Linked DNA regions of Callithrix jacchus: region 1 is linked to region 2. A link is a contact called in public Hi-C data. All regions are on one chromosome and are shown on one strand. The core of a region is the stretch at or near the end of the contact, and the rest is flanking DNA. Distances in the headings are between cores, read along the strand shown.

What was found. Hi-C and Micro-C count contacts between places; a contact is called where the count stands out from the background.
Region 1: a contact with region 2 is called in a Hi-C map of skeletal muscle, with 5 times the contacts expected there. The contact joins two enhancer-like sites. A contact is called at or near these places in 2 of 3 Hi-C or Micro-C datasets (both in skeletal muscle).

What each region holds. Positions count from the first base shown.
Region 1 is chr11:87,383,060-87,389,859 of calJac240_pri, reverse strand. No RefSeq gene overlaps it. Among named protein-coding and RNA genes, the nearest start is that of CAPZA2, 55 kb to the left of the region's middle. Within about 2 kb of position 2,684, at least 6 of the 16 cell types and tissues checked have an H3K27ac peak or open chromatin away from gene starts, as enhancers often do. A contact at or near this core is called in skeletal muscle, where this site is marked.
Region 2 is chr11:86,837,204-86,844,854 of calJac240_pri, reverse strand. No RefSeq gene overlaps it. Among named protein-coding and RNA genes, the nearest start is that of TES, 66 kb to the right of the region's middle. Within about 2 kb of position 2,899, at least 3 of the 16 cell types and tissues checked have an H3K27ac peak or open chromatin away from gene starts, as enhancers often do. A contact at or near this core is called in skeletal muscle, where this site is marked.

The DNA of each region.
Region 1 (6,800 bases), core at 1,435-3,934, 550 kb before region 2:
GAGCCATGTAAATATGGAGGTGAGAGAATCTATGGCAATAGAGGGGGTACGGGAGGAGATTGCGAGAGTCTGCAAGAATGTTAGCTTTAAAAAAATCACATCTTATTTTGCACATAGAAGGCACACATTCCTTATGTTAAAAAAAAGTCAAATAACATTTTAAAAATGTTTTTCTTTAGCAGTGGCCAATGTTCACTCTTCCTAAAGCCCCTCGATATTGAGGAAGCAAAATGATAAAGTGCTTTCAGGCACCTAACAGTGAAGCTGTCTGTCCTGATTAGGGACCAAACCTTTGACTTTGGTCTCAACAGTACAAAGTTCCAACTGAACAAATAACCTCTGTTTACCCATCATCATAGCAAACTCAGAGACTGCTTGCAAATTATGCAAATACACACGGTTACAGGATCACACACTTCCTTAGTTAACTATACTTTTCTGCTATGTTAGCCTTTTAGTTCACTAACAGTTATAATATTGCATTTCAGTATAGTGTGAAGGTAAAAGTATACAGTCTTGGCTGCAGATATAATAAATGTAATTGCCCCTTTCTACTGATTTAACCCAGTGTTCCTTTAAATGAGGGTTTGATGTCACATAAGCAATATCTGCTATTGTCACAACCACCTATAGGTTTCAGATTAGTAAAGTCTTTGAAATATGACTCTCCTCAGCAGAAAGGAATCTGCAGCACTTGGCATAAAGATTATAATCTTTGGCCTTCCTGTTGTAAGATTTATAACTGTGACCTTAGGCTCTATTTCTTTTGGAGTGTAGTCACTTTAAGTTACCAGTGATTATTGCTTTGAGTTACTAGGTCAGCGTGAATCGCCTAATATAATGTCAGTTTCGTGCTTACCAAGGGCTGGGCGGTATTAGGGACACGAAACAAAGTGAATTTTAATGTCCGCAGAAGGCAGTGCTCTGATATATGAGCCACCTCAGTAACAATGAATTTCCATGGCAGGAGATTTCAACACCAGTTCTTAACCTCTTCCATGTTCTCCATCTTTTAATTCATGAAATATTATGAGTTCATATTTAATTAGGTGAAATAATCTGAAACTAACCATTAAAAGGGAGGAAAAGGACGAGTTACAAGCTAGCTTTTCCTTAGGGCTAACCTTTTCCTGGGATGACAAAAAGAAAGAGTTGTATGAAGGATGAGGCAAAGCTGAACTCAATGCCCTCCAATTCTGTGAACGCACCTTGATCTAGAAGCTGAAATGAAGCCTTCCTCCCACTGTAGTTCAAAAATGAAGATTCATGTTAATACCCGGGTGGCAAACAACAAAAGCAGTGTAAGTTTAGTTTTTACTATTCAAACATTGCCTACTTTCAACAATAAGTCACTGCAGTGTAAGAAACCAGACCCTTCTTTGATACACTACATTTAAATGTGTTGTCAACACTAGATGGCACTCAAGGGTTGCTTTTCTAGCATGTTCCTCCCGTTCCAAAGTCCTTTGCCATCAATTACCTCCTTTAAAAAGAGCAAACATGCTATTTAAACAAAAGGTCCCTTAGTTGCTTTGTAGTTCTGTTTTTGTATTTATAGTCATGTAATCAATATGTTGGAAGAGTAATTAATTTTTAACCTCAACCTATAGGGAGATCAAATGTTAGTGGAGTTAATGGATAGAACAGGCTTCATTATTCTAAAGTAACACTGATGATAAAGCTGGGAAGAAAGTTGAGGGTTGTAAACAATCATGCCATCAAATACAATCAAACAAAGCAATAGTGCAACGTGATTATGGGATGCTGACCTCTTGCCAATCTCCTTCAATACAACTGTTGTTTCTGTTTTAGTTATCTAGACGCTCCTGTGTGATTGAAATAGTCTCCTAGTTGACCTTTTAAGATATTTCCTCTTCCAATTATTGCTGTTAGAGTTATTATTCCAAATAATAGTTCTGATTTTGTTGCCCCTCTGTTTTGAAAGCCTCTCCTTTTTCCCCATTTCCTAACACCTTAGAGTGTTATTAAAGGGGCGTCTTGATTCGGGTGCTCTCTACACTCCCGGAGCTTGCACCCTAGTTTTTATAGTCTCGATCCGCAATATCTCTGTAGTGCTTACTGTGCGCCAGCCCGTGGGCTGTGTTCCTCCAGGAGAGAGAACTAAATGCACAGTATTGCAGCACGTCCATGGGCATGAAGTGTTCTGGGTGGACTTGCTCCCGGAAAGGGGTGTGTTGGCGCCGCCAGAGCTCAGGGGCTGGCAGCCCAAAATAACAAAAAACTCATCTTCTTTTATTCTGATTATATTTTCCTATTACTCGACCCTATCCCTGAATTTCCAAACCTGCTTCCCCAGATCATGAGGAAATAAGAGAATCATTCTCTTATAGGTGGGGAGTGGGGAGGCTTATAGTCAATTGTACACCAAGGCTCTTCATCAACAGACACATTACTATTTTTCCGAAATATTATTATATTCAAATTAATATATCTTGTTCCTTAACCATGCTTGTACTTTTCTGACTTCTTTGCCAATATGATCCACTCTGTGGAGAATGTCCTTTTCTTACCTATCTCTCTGGGCCCAATTCAGAAGCATCTTCTTTCACCACACAACCTTCCTCAACCCCTTCTATTATAAGGAAGGTTCATAAAGTGTGTTGACTCAGGCTTTCCCCCTCCTTCTTGAGGGGCAGGAAGCCATCTGGACCACAAGGTGACCTTGAGGATAGAAGGCATGCCTTGGCATGGTGGAGTAGAAGGATGGGAGCCTGGGTCCCTGCCAACATCTTGCAGCCTCTATACCAGCCCCCAACTGCCCATCCTCCAACCTGTTTTGTGTAAGAGAAAAAATCTCATCTCCTGTAAGGTACAGTTGTTTTGGGATTTTCTGAACCTAATTCTGATATACACACTCTAGATTAATTGTGGGTTATTGCTTTTTTTGCTTTTAGGGACTGTCTCTAATTATGATAATGATAAATGCTTTCGTCCAAGTGTTAGCACTGGATGTTTAAAGGGGACAGGTAAATAAAGATTGCAAAATTTTCCCTCTTTAAAATAGAAGACAGTAGTGGATAAAATTTGTATAATTTAGGATGCAAACTTTAGAACAATTTGAATGAAATGAAATTCCGAAGAACAGAGGACTTGTCATTTGGGATTGCTAGTTGTGATCTATAATGATTTGATATTGTATGATCTTTGCTCACTCAATACATTCAGAGCGGGCCTAGATAAATTGAGCAAAGGAAGTGTTAGTTTTTTATTCCTTTGGTATACAGTGGCTCAGTTGTCTTTTTTTTAGAACCAGAGATTAATTATATTTACATCGTGGGAGTTGGTGAGGAGGGAGATAATTTTTTAAAAAATGAAGAAAAAAACATTTGTTGGTATCTTTAATAGGCTAGAAGCAAAATGTACATAATTTTAGAAAAATCAGTCAGGTGCAGTGGCTCACGCCTGTAATCCTAGCACTTTGGAAGGTTAAGGTGGGAAGATCACTTGAAGCCAGGAGTTCAAGACCAACCTGGCCAACATGGCAAAACACGATCTCTAGTAAAAATACAAAAATTAGCTGGGGGTGGTAGCACGCATCTGTAATCCCAGCCACTCAGGTGGCTGAGGCACAAGAATCGCTTGAACCAGAGAGGCGGAGGTTGCAGTGAGCCTAGTCTGGGCAATAGAGTATGACTCAATCTCCAAAAAAAAAAAAAAAATTTAGCTGGGCGTGGTGGTGTGTACCTGTAATCCCAGCTACTTGGGAGGCTGAGGCAGGAGAACTGCTTGAACGCAAGAGGTGGAGGCTGCAGTGAGCCATGATGGAGCCATTGCATTCCAGCCTGGGGGACAGAGTGATAACCTAGCATTTTATGGGCTCTTCAGTCTCACCTTTCTGACTTCTACACACTGTAGTGCCCTAAGGCTGTATCCTTGGCTCTTTCTGGCATCTATCCCTAGATAGCCTCCAGGTTCCATGGCTTCATACCACCAAATGTTGATAGTTTTATTGTTTATCTGTCATCTTTCTCTTTTTTCTGCTTTTTTTCCCTTTCTCCTTTTCTCCCTTTTTTCTTCCCTCTCCCTGCCTTTTGTCTGTCTTTCTTTTTCCCTGCTTTGGAATAAATGCCCCTGGGGAGCAACAGTCTTGGTTAGTATATTGCCTACTGTATCTTCTTTCTTTACAATAGCACCTATCTTGTAGAAGGCTCCCAACAGTATTTTTAAATCAAATAAATGAAAAAGGAAATTTGCTGATGGGCAAATGATGAGTAGATGACAGAGTTGAGGCAGGAACCTGGTCCTAACTTGCCTCAAACCTTTGTTCTTTAAATACAACTCCTCACTGCCAGTCAACCAGGATTCAGGTCTTCTCTGGTATTAAAGCAAGAAAGAGCAATTTTAGCTAAAAAAAGTGAAGAATTTCCATAATGATTTGGTTAATTGTGTTCCCTCTAAATGATTTTACCTGAACTCCACAGAGTTTTAAAATTAGAATTATTTAAATAATTGCCTAACTCACATTTCTTTTGCTCCCATTTATTATTCTTTCTATGTATGAAGAACCATTTCCTTTTAAAAATAATGTTGCCTGTACCCTTATGAACTAGTTAATTTTCTTTCCAACATTTTCTTTTGGGCCATGTAGATATGACCTAATAGTCACTGCAATAATGCTGTTGTTTCAAAGGGTAGAGACCTTTTTTCTTATAAAAATTGAATGTGAAGAAAAAAAAAAACCACCTCATATAGTGTGAGAATGCCTGTTTTTCTTGGTAATATTTCATTTCCTCAGTGAGACTATTTTCTTCTGCTTTCCATTGTCAACAGAGAAAAAATATACAATTAAATCAAGGAAACCTGGCAGGGCCGATTTGGGAAAATCGAGTGAAATCAGTTTCTGATTTGAACAAAGAGCAGTTTATTATGTTGGAAAAACACTGCTCTGATGAGATTCACACTCAACCTGTCTCACGTTAGCACCGGACACCACCTCGGAGCTCCCTTTGTGTTTATCTTTGAGAAGGGGTAGTGATTTTACTCCCAAACTTTGAACTCCAAAGAGGAGGTAGAATTGCTTAAGGGTCAGCTAGCAACCAGCATCCACAATGTTAAGCAGAGGCCTGCGGCCGGATTCACTGCCTTCTCCAACCTTGAGCTCTTTGATTCTGAGTACGAATTTGTGTAAACAACTCCAGCAATTATGTGGGAGCAAATGAAGTGCTGGGGTTGGTTAGAGGGAATTTTATGAATCAGATGAGTTCTATGGAGACTTTTAAAGTAAAAAAAAATACATTCTGATGAACCATAATAACACCTTGTACTTGTATAAAATCTTACACAATTTAATATTGATAATCAATGCTGTGAGGTGTAATCTTAATTTTTTCTAGACAAGGAAAGCACAACTTAAAAAGATTAAGTGATGTGAAGGTCACACAGGTGGTAAAGTCAGACTGGATCAGGATCCTGCTCCAGTCTATATCAGGTTGATACTACCAAAAAGGACAAAGAAAATCAATGTCTATTTTCATGACTTTTACCTTCAGACTTTTCTGAACTGTGCCAAACTTTGGACTTCTTTGGAGGTAATTTTACTCAGAGTCTTGAATAAAAATTAAAAAAGGAAAGTCAAGGTCTCCAGCAATAATGACTGCCATACTTTGAGAGCTATGCATGCATTGTTTCATTCAATCTTTACACAATCTAATGAGGGAACCACTGTTAGTATTTTTACTTTATTCAGAAACAGAAGCTTAGAAGGGTTAAGCAATTGGTCTAAAACCACATTACTGATAAGTGGTGGAAATGAGTCTGCCCTAGTCCAGCTAACCTCTGTGCTATCATGAATATATCCAGAGTGAGAGTGGGGGGTGGGTGGGCCTGCCAGGCGTTCTCTGGGTGCTGAATTATGACTGGATTAAGTCAGTAATATGATGTCAGGCGATTCAGGTTTCCACATGTGGCTCTTTATGTAACAGGCAAAATTAGATTGGTGTGCTTCTGCCAAAAGGACAGTTGGACCGAAGGCAAGTAACTTGCTACAGTAAACAACCCATCTCTGTGATGTGTGTTTGCCACACTTAAGTACAGTTCAGCCTCCTAAAAGTTGTCAGTCAGCCTAGATTCTGAAATAATCTCTCACAGAGTGCTGCTTATCAGAAATGGGTGATTTGTTTTTATTACCTAAGTTTAAAACTTTTTACAACTTCCAAGCATCTGGAAACTTTCATTGCAAATTTCCATTGAAAAAGAGAATGAGAATTTTAGAAAAGCATACTATTCTGTTGATTAAAAAATATATTTACCCTGCTTTGGCAAATAGAAACCAGTGAATCTGTTTCTTTAAAAGAAAATCATTAAAAATTTTTTTTTTCTTTTAAGAGAAAATCATTTTAATCTCCTCTCCATTTGAATAAAAGTTGAGCAAAACAGATGTAAAGGATACTGGTTTGAAGGAACACCAAATTATAAGTCCGTGGGGGAGGGGGCTAGCTTGGGGTAGCCCTGTTTATATGGCTTTTATCCCAAAGGGGGATATTTCTGTTGAGAGTTCAAAGTCACAGAGGTAGAATAACAATCTTCTTGACTGGGGAAGGGTGTGCTGAGTCACAGTTTGGTCAATAAGACAAAGGCTATTGAAGGATGTACTAAAGTGTCTGGTTTAGTTCCCCCGATGCAGAGTGGAACATTTCTGGAAGAGCGTGTTCATATTGGCTACTCATGAGCAGTGAGGATGGAAGGTGACAGAAAGTCGTCAGATGATATTTCCTGTTCACTTTATATCTTTTTATTCAGTTTAAATTTTTTTTTCTAAAAAAAAAATATAAACGAAACAA
Region 2 (7,651 bases), core at 1,650-4,149:
GTGTTTAACTCTGAAATTCTACCAAATTCAGACATTATCCTTTATTCCTTTGGGCTTTGCCCAGGCACTAGTTTCACAACTGTGTCTCACTTACAAACTTTTCCTCCACATACTTGCCAAATTTGCATTTTTGAAATACAAATTTGGGCATGAATTTTCCACACCTTTATTAATTAAGACTTTCAGTTCTACTCAATTCCTTATAGTAGCGTTTCCAAACTATCTTATATGGAACACTAGCTTTACAAAATATCCATGCAGCTAAAGGGATATTTGGTGAAATAAGTGTTGGGAATTTTCTCTTAAGAGATCTTGTAGAACCATATACATTAGCCCATTGAAGACTATGAGAGGTTTCAAAGAAAAAAATTGAGCGTTTCTCACACTTTCTTAAAAAAAGAAAACTTTTGTTTGCTAATCCCCATAAATAACCCAATAAATAAGTGGTTTATGGAGTTAGTATTTTATAAAACACCTTTGGGAAACTGTCACTGGATAGCCATACTCTTCAGCTAGACTTAGGTGATACACCCCACCTCCATTCTTCATCAACCCAAAGTCGATTACTTTTCCTGCCAATACCTATCATTGGTCAGAACTATTATTTCTACCTGATTCTCATGTCTTCTTACTGCATAATGCCTTCTGTCTACAAGACTGTTGTGAGACTATGTTTGGAATGCCCTCTGCTATCCCACCTTCCACCCTTCTCCTCCTGAGTCACTTATTCTCTTAAGAACCAGTTCACAGGTGGCCCTGCTCTCCCAAGTCTTCTCTGCTCTTTTCTTCTCTCCTCCCTATTTGTGTTCCTCTATTGATGACTTATTGCATATGATGGTCCTAGTCTGTTATAGCTGCTATAACAAAATACCATAAACTGGGTGGCTTATGGACAACAGAAATTTATTTCTCCTAGTTCTAGAATCAGGAAAGTCCAAGACCAAGGCTCTGACAGATTCACTACCTGGTAAGGGCCCACTTCCTTATAGGTAGTCATCTTCTCAACTCTAACCTCACAGCGTGGAAGGAGCAGGGGTCTCTCTCAGACTTCCTTTATGAGGGCACTAATGCTATCCCTGAGGGTCCCCTCATCCTCCACCATGACCTAATCACTTCCCAAAGGCCCACCTTCTAATTACCATCACCTTAGGGGTGTGCATTTTGAGGGCACACACACATTCAGACCACATCCATGACAATTACTTGTTTGCACCTCTGCCTCGGTCCTCACTTGGTGAGCTTCTTATATGCCTTGTAAACATCATGGTATTTGGTAAGCTCTGAGTGTTGACTGTTGAATAACTGAATAAACACAGACTTGACATTTTCTACATACTGATTTTATCTGGTGGATTTGTTAATATCGGCTATACCTAATGACCATATTAGATTATTTGTTCTGAAGGAATTTTTGTATCAAGCCCAAAACCAAATAGAAATTTTTGTTTTTCATTCCCTTTTTCTCATACAACTCATCTGTATTTAGAAATATGTTTTCACAAATTATATGAAGGAAATAACTTGATTATTTTATTAGAATATTAGTCAAAAGCGGTAGGTAACAGACATATTTCCATTTCATTTACTTTATAAGATTCATGAATTAAGGAGATATGATCACTTTATTGCTTAGTAACCAGATTAAGCTTTCTGGTCCATATGTATTTTACATTTCTGAAGCATAACTAATTTTGTAATGTGGAAGAATATGTGAGTTTGATACATTTTGCTTATAGAATAATTTGAAGTTTCTCGCCACAGATTTTCTGGTTTTTCTGTTCATTCAGTATGTGATCACTAATCTTTTTTTCATTTCAGATATTTGGGTATCTAATGATATTTAAAAAGAAAAAATATCTGGTTAGTACAGTGTATCTAGTTTCTTTGCAATTCAGTTTAGAACTTGATAGCTAGTCCTAATTCATTTTTCTTGATAAATGCATATTACTGCATTTAATAAGAAAACCCATTTTCTTCAACTTACTGTAAACAGGTGAATATATAGTGATAAAGTGTTCTTACATCATCTATGACTTTTATAGGCACAGCTTATCTTGAAATATTCTTTACCTTCTTGCAGTTAAAGATGTGATCTGTCAGAGGCTTACGTTTGTTAAACAGCATTGAGAAAAGCCTTAGCCTATGACACCTGTGCATTCTCAACTTCATATTTTCCCAGTTTCAGTCACCAGAGGACCAGCTACTTTACTATCATAACAGGAAAGCAGGGTCATCTAAAAGGGTCAAGATGTGGACTCTTTCCTAATCAGAGACCTCAGAGCCTGAAGGAGTGCAGCTTAGTTCCTGTCCCTTCGGAGACAATTGTAGGGGAGTAAACTTTTCCGTAGTAGGAGAGATACTGCGATTTTTTCCATATTGCTCTCCAATTTGTCAAGAATGTGTTTGAAATCAGATGTTGAACTAAACTCTAGGTTTAGTTTTATTTCAAATACATTCCAGACAGATTATAGCACAGGATAGGGTATATCACTCAGCCTCCCTGCACACTGTGACTCATAAGGAAACCCCTTTTACAAGCTGCCAACAAATCAAGAGCTTGGGTTACCAAGGGTTGAGCAAGCACAGATGCAGAGTGAGCTGGAATGGAGCTGGGCAGGGACACAGTGTGCATTCCAGGTTGGCAAAAGTGTACAGTTTACACTTGCAAGGCAAGGTTGGTACTTGAGAACAGTCAAGGAGGCTGATAAATACTTAGTAAATCAGGCCAAGAATGCATGATTTTCTCTTCCCACATTCTCCTAATGTGTTTCCAAAGCTGAGATAGTAATTGTTAATTTTCCAAAGTCTTTTCTTTGTTGTTAATGGGTAAGCCATTTAAAAACATAGTTCTGATCCAACCCCAAAATCACAGCTTGACTTGTAATGCTGCAGTATGTGGTGGCTTGAATCAGCATTACCATACAAGGCAGCTTTGAATTCCTCGCAGTAACCTTTTATTACTGTTTTTAAGTTTCCAAGCACTGCCAAATATCTTGAACTTTGTGGAATGATTATAAACTTTATAAACATAAACCTTTGATTCCCCTTTGAAATTCTGCTAAAGAAAGCCAAAATTATATTAACAGTGCATATATTTCAAAATCAAAGACCTGTAATATCATTTTGATTGTGCACACTTGGAAAAAATTTGTTGGGATCATTGGACAATTGATAAAAGGACATTGCAACAGCTGTGCTGGTTTTCAGGAAAAAAAATGGTACAACCCAGGAACAATGTTTGGGCTGAAAAGCAGGCCTGCATGTCTGGTTGTTTGCAGATGCCTTGGCTATTTAGAAAGCTGCCCCTTTAAAATCTCCAAAACATTTTGTTAGAAATACTTCATAATAGAAGTATGTTTCCCTTGGCACCTCAGCAGAGCAGTTCTTGCTTTCATTTCAAAATATGAGAGATTTCGTTAGAAACAGAAAGGGTTTTGTCTTTTGCAAGCTGACATGATGCATGGCCCAGAATCAATCCGATGTGCAGCACCTCCTTAAGGAGAGAAGAGCTTTCTCAAAGAACAGGCAACAGCTTTTGGAAGCTGTAAAGGCACTTGGAAGAAATCTCTGTGAAAGGGCAAGCAAGCAAAAGAAAACTATTTTTGTGTCATGCTTACATCGTGACCTGACATAGTTCATATGAAAGGGAAGAAGACATACATTCAGTGTTTAGTATGGCATGGTGAACATGAATTCACACATCAGGGCTTGATTGCCAGGGTGTGAATTCCAGGTCTTTCACTTCTTAGCTTGGTGGCTTTTCAAATTACATAATCATAATAATTCCACTGTCCTCAGTTATTTTATCTGTAAAATGATATAATAACATACCTACCTGAAAGGGTGGTTGTGAGGATTAAGTGAGTTTGTATGTATAAAGTAAATATAATATTGACTAGAGCTACTTTTTGAAAGAATGCAAAGAAAATTTAAAATAGAACAGGGTAAGTAAGAATAAACTTTATCTTAAAAAGGTTTCCAGTAAATTTACTTTCACATAACACTTGCCCCAACACACACACACAGACACATACACCCTCACTTGCTCTCACACACATGCACACTTGCTCACACACACACTCACAACTCACACATATGCATGCAGGAGATGATAGAGTCATTCTAATGTTTTTACCCCTCTCCTGTTCGTAAAATCTATAAGTACTTTGGAAAAGGTTCTATAATTATCTGCAAAGATCTTCTAGATGGGAGTAAGTCATAGAAATTCCATTTCATTTTATTAGTTAAGAGTCAAGAACCTATCTCAGTCTTTGATAAGGATATTGAGTCTCCCTCTGAGATGTCACTGCTTTAAGGCAGGGCTGTTGTGTTTGCTGTTGTATGCCAGCCATGGGAATGGGGAGAGGGGAATGCTTAATAAATATTGAGTGGTGATGATAATTCATAATGGTGTCTTATAGTTAGTTACCTTACAGATTTTGCAAAACAGCATAGGGTATTTCCTGGTAGAGGCAAATGCTGGGTGCTTTGCCATTTATTAAAAAAAAAAAAAAAAAAAAAAGCATGACATGGAAAATTAATTCAAAATGAAAGCACTGTGTCGCCGTGGTCCTCAGCTGTCCTCCAGTTCCTCTCTTCCTTGCTTCCATTTCACACCCATCTGCAGACTTTGTTTGGAATGAGGGAAGAGAGAGAAAATGTGTCTGGGGAAAACAAAAAGAATGTACTATATGACTTTGTCCATCAGAGCAGCCAGTACTCTCACCTCCTCCCTTACAATTCTCTCTTACCAATGCCTAAATTCTTTGAAGGTCTCTGTTCTAAATTTTATCAATTGCAATTAAAAATAAGTAATTTATTTAAAAAGTTGACAAAAAAGTAAAAAATCAGGTTTCTGATTACAAATACTATCGCATACCATCTTTCTTTGGAAAACTGCAAATGTTCACAAACTTCAAGACGCAGCACTAGATTTTATCTCTACTATTGCATTTATCAAAATGGATTGCCAGTTTGTTTAAATACTTCTCTCATTTACGAGATATGACACTGTAAACTTCTTGAGGCCAAGGTCTACATTGTATAAAAGTTTGTACCCACAGAACTCTGGAGTTCATGGGTGACTAATAAATCCCAGCTTCCCCCAATCTTCCTCAAATAAGTGTCCTTTATTTCACAGAATCTGGAGAACAAACAAGTTCCTGTATTCTAACTTTTTTTCCCACTGAATCTGTAGCAGCTCTAAAGGTGTTTCTCACTTTAGCACCTGGAGTGTTGAGGATTCCATTTGTTCGCCATGGAAATTCAAGAACTGAAGATTCTCTGTGAAAATATAGGCCTTCTGTTTGCTTCATGACTGTGATCCTAACCTCTGGAATGTACTGTCCTGAAAATAGTGCTCGCCAGAATTTCTGAATCTAGAATATTATTAACACTCCTGATATTTATACACTCTCAAATAGAGTTTATAGAATTAAGTTTCTTAAGACTGCACAACTGTATAAATCCCTAAGCAAAGGAAGGAGAAAAGTAGATAAGTAGATAAGAAGATGAAAGTTAATATCCCAAAAAATGCATTTGTATAAGTAACCAATTATATGAATTTGTATTAATAATATTTTATAGCATACAGAAAAAATGTGTTTTATAGAAATTCTCTTTTACATATCAAATAATTCTGTTCAGTAGATGTTAGATATCTTGGCCACATAACAAATGATCCCCAAATTCAGCAGTATAAAACAACCATTTATTATGCTTATAAATCTGTGGTTCAGGAATTGGACGGTGGGTTTAGGGTTTTCTGCTGATGTCAGGGGCTTCAGCTGGAAGACTAGAGGCCCAGGATTGGAACTGTTTGAAGATTTGTTCACCCAGGTTTTTGGCAGTCAATGCTGGCATTGGGCTGGGAACCTCAGTTCCTATCCATATGTGTCTTTCCACATGGACTCTCTGGGTGGAAAACTTTGGGTTTCTCCACAGTATTAGGACTTGGTTTCAAAAGCAAGCATCCTCAGCGTAGTTGGTGGAGGAGAGAGAAAGAGAGCGATAGAGAGAGAGAGAGAGAGAGAGAGAGAGAGAGAGAGAGAGAGAGAGAGAGAGATCCTGGAGAGCTTCTATCACCTCTGATGACCTTGCCTAGCGAGACAGACATGCTGCAGTCTGTTAGTCCAGGCAGTAACAAAGTTTTACTCAGTTTCAAGGAGAGGGGTGATAGACTCCAGATGATTGTCAACAAGGTTCTGCAAGAACACGTGGGACCAGAAATATTGCTATGACCATTCGTGAAAATGTAATCTGCCATATAGGGATTGACAGTCCTGTTTTGTAGGTGAAAAATTGAGGCACAGCTTAAATGGTTATTCACATCCCCACAGATGGTAAGTGGTGAGTTTACCCTTCAATCCAGTTCTTTTGACTTAGCAACATAATTTTGCCACTACACTACAACTGTGGAGAGCCAAACCTTCACATGCACACTCCACTTATATGAAAAGATGAATGACTTTTGATGAGATGTATTTTGTTCTTTCATTTGTTAAAATATAATTATGAGACTTCTTAGGAAACATGTTAAACTGAGAACATTAATAAGAGAAAATTACAATAAAATTCCAAGTTTCCCCTGAACTATGAGCTGAGAACTTTAAAAAATTTGTATTTTGAAATAATTTCAGGCTGATGGAAAAACTGCAAGCAATATTACAAAGAATTTGTTTGCCTTAACTCAGATTCTTCAACTGCTAACATTTTACCACATTTGCTTTCTTGTTCTCTATGGTGCTTTTCTAAAACATTTATGTGTAGGTTGCAGATGTGATACTACTTTATCCCCAAATACTTCATTTCTTTCTTTTTTTTTTTTTAAAAAAAAGATATTCTCTTGCATGATCATGGCAGGAAATTAAATATTATATAATACTGTTGTCTAATATATGGACCTTATTAGCTACAATTTAAATAGACACTAGAATAGAATAATCTTTTTTTTTTTTTTTTTTTCAGGAAAAGCAGCAAGTCAATATATTTTCTTTTGTCTTCTCACAAAGGAAAATGCTGGTTTTCAAAGGAGTAACTACTACCCTGGAGAGGTTCGTGATTCTTTAAGATATGTACGTTTTAAAAAATAAAGCTAATTTCTCTAGGAATTATTTTTCTCTGTATCAGTTTGCTTTCGTTAGTGATCCTCTTCTCTGTCAATCAGATGGAAATATAAGATTTCTATCATTTATAGGCCCCAAGTGAAATCAGTATAGCTAATGAAGAATCTCCTTAAACTTTTAAGAGTAGCTAATGAAACTGGAGCTAATAGAAGTAACAAAAGTAACTGTAGCTAATGAAGCTAATGAATGCAGAATGAAACTGTAGCTAATGAGTCATTGGGCTGCAGTAATTAGGCTGATTCAATGTAATATACATGAAATATATTCATTTTTTTCTTTTTAATCCATATCTGGATTATGGCAAACATTTAATTCCTCTTTGATGTAGTTTATTAATGAATAAAACCATAAACTATTATATCCAGTAGTTAAAACAGAGAAGGAAGAGAATAGATCAGGAATAAGTTTGGGAAAGAAAGTAAAATTTAGAGAAAAAAAAGTTTAGGAGAAACATTCAGAAAGGCAGAATAAATGAAAAAGATAAGAAGAGAGGAATGGGTGACATGCTGTCATCTGTTGCATGGTTT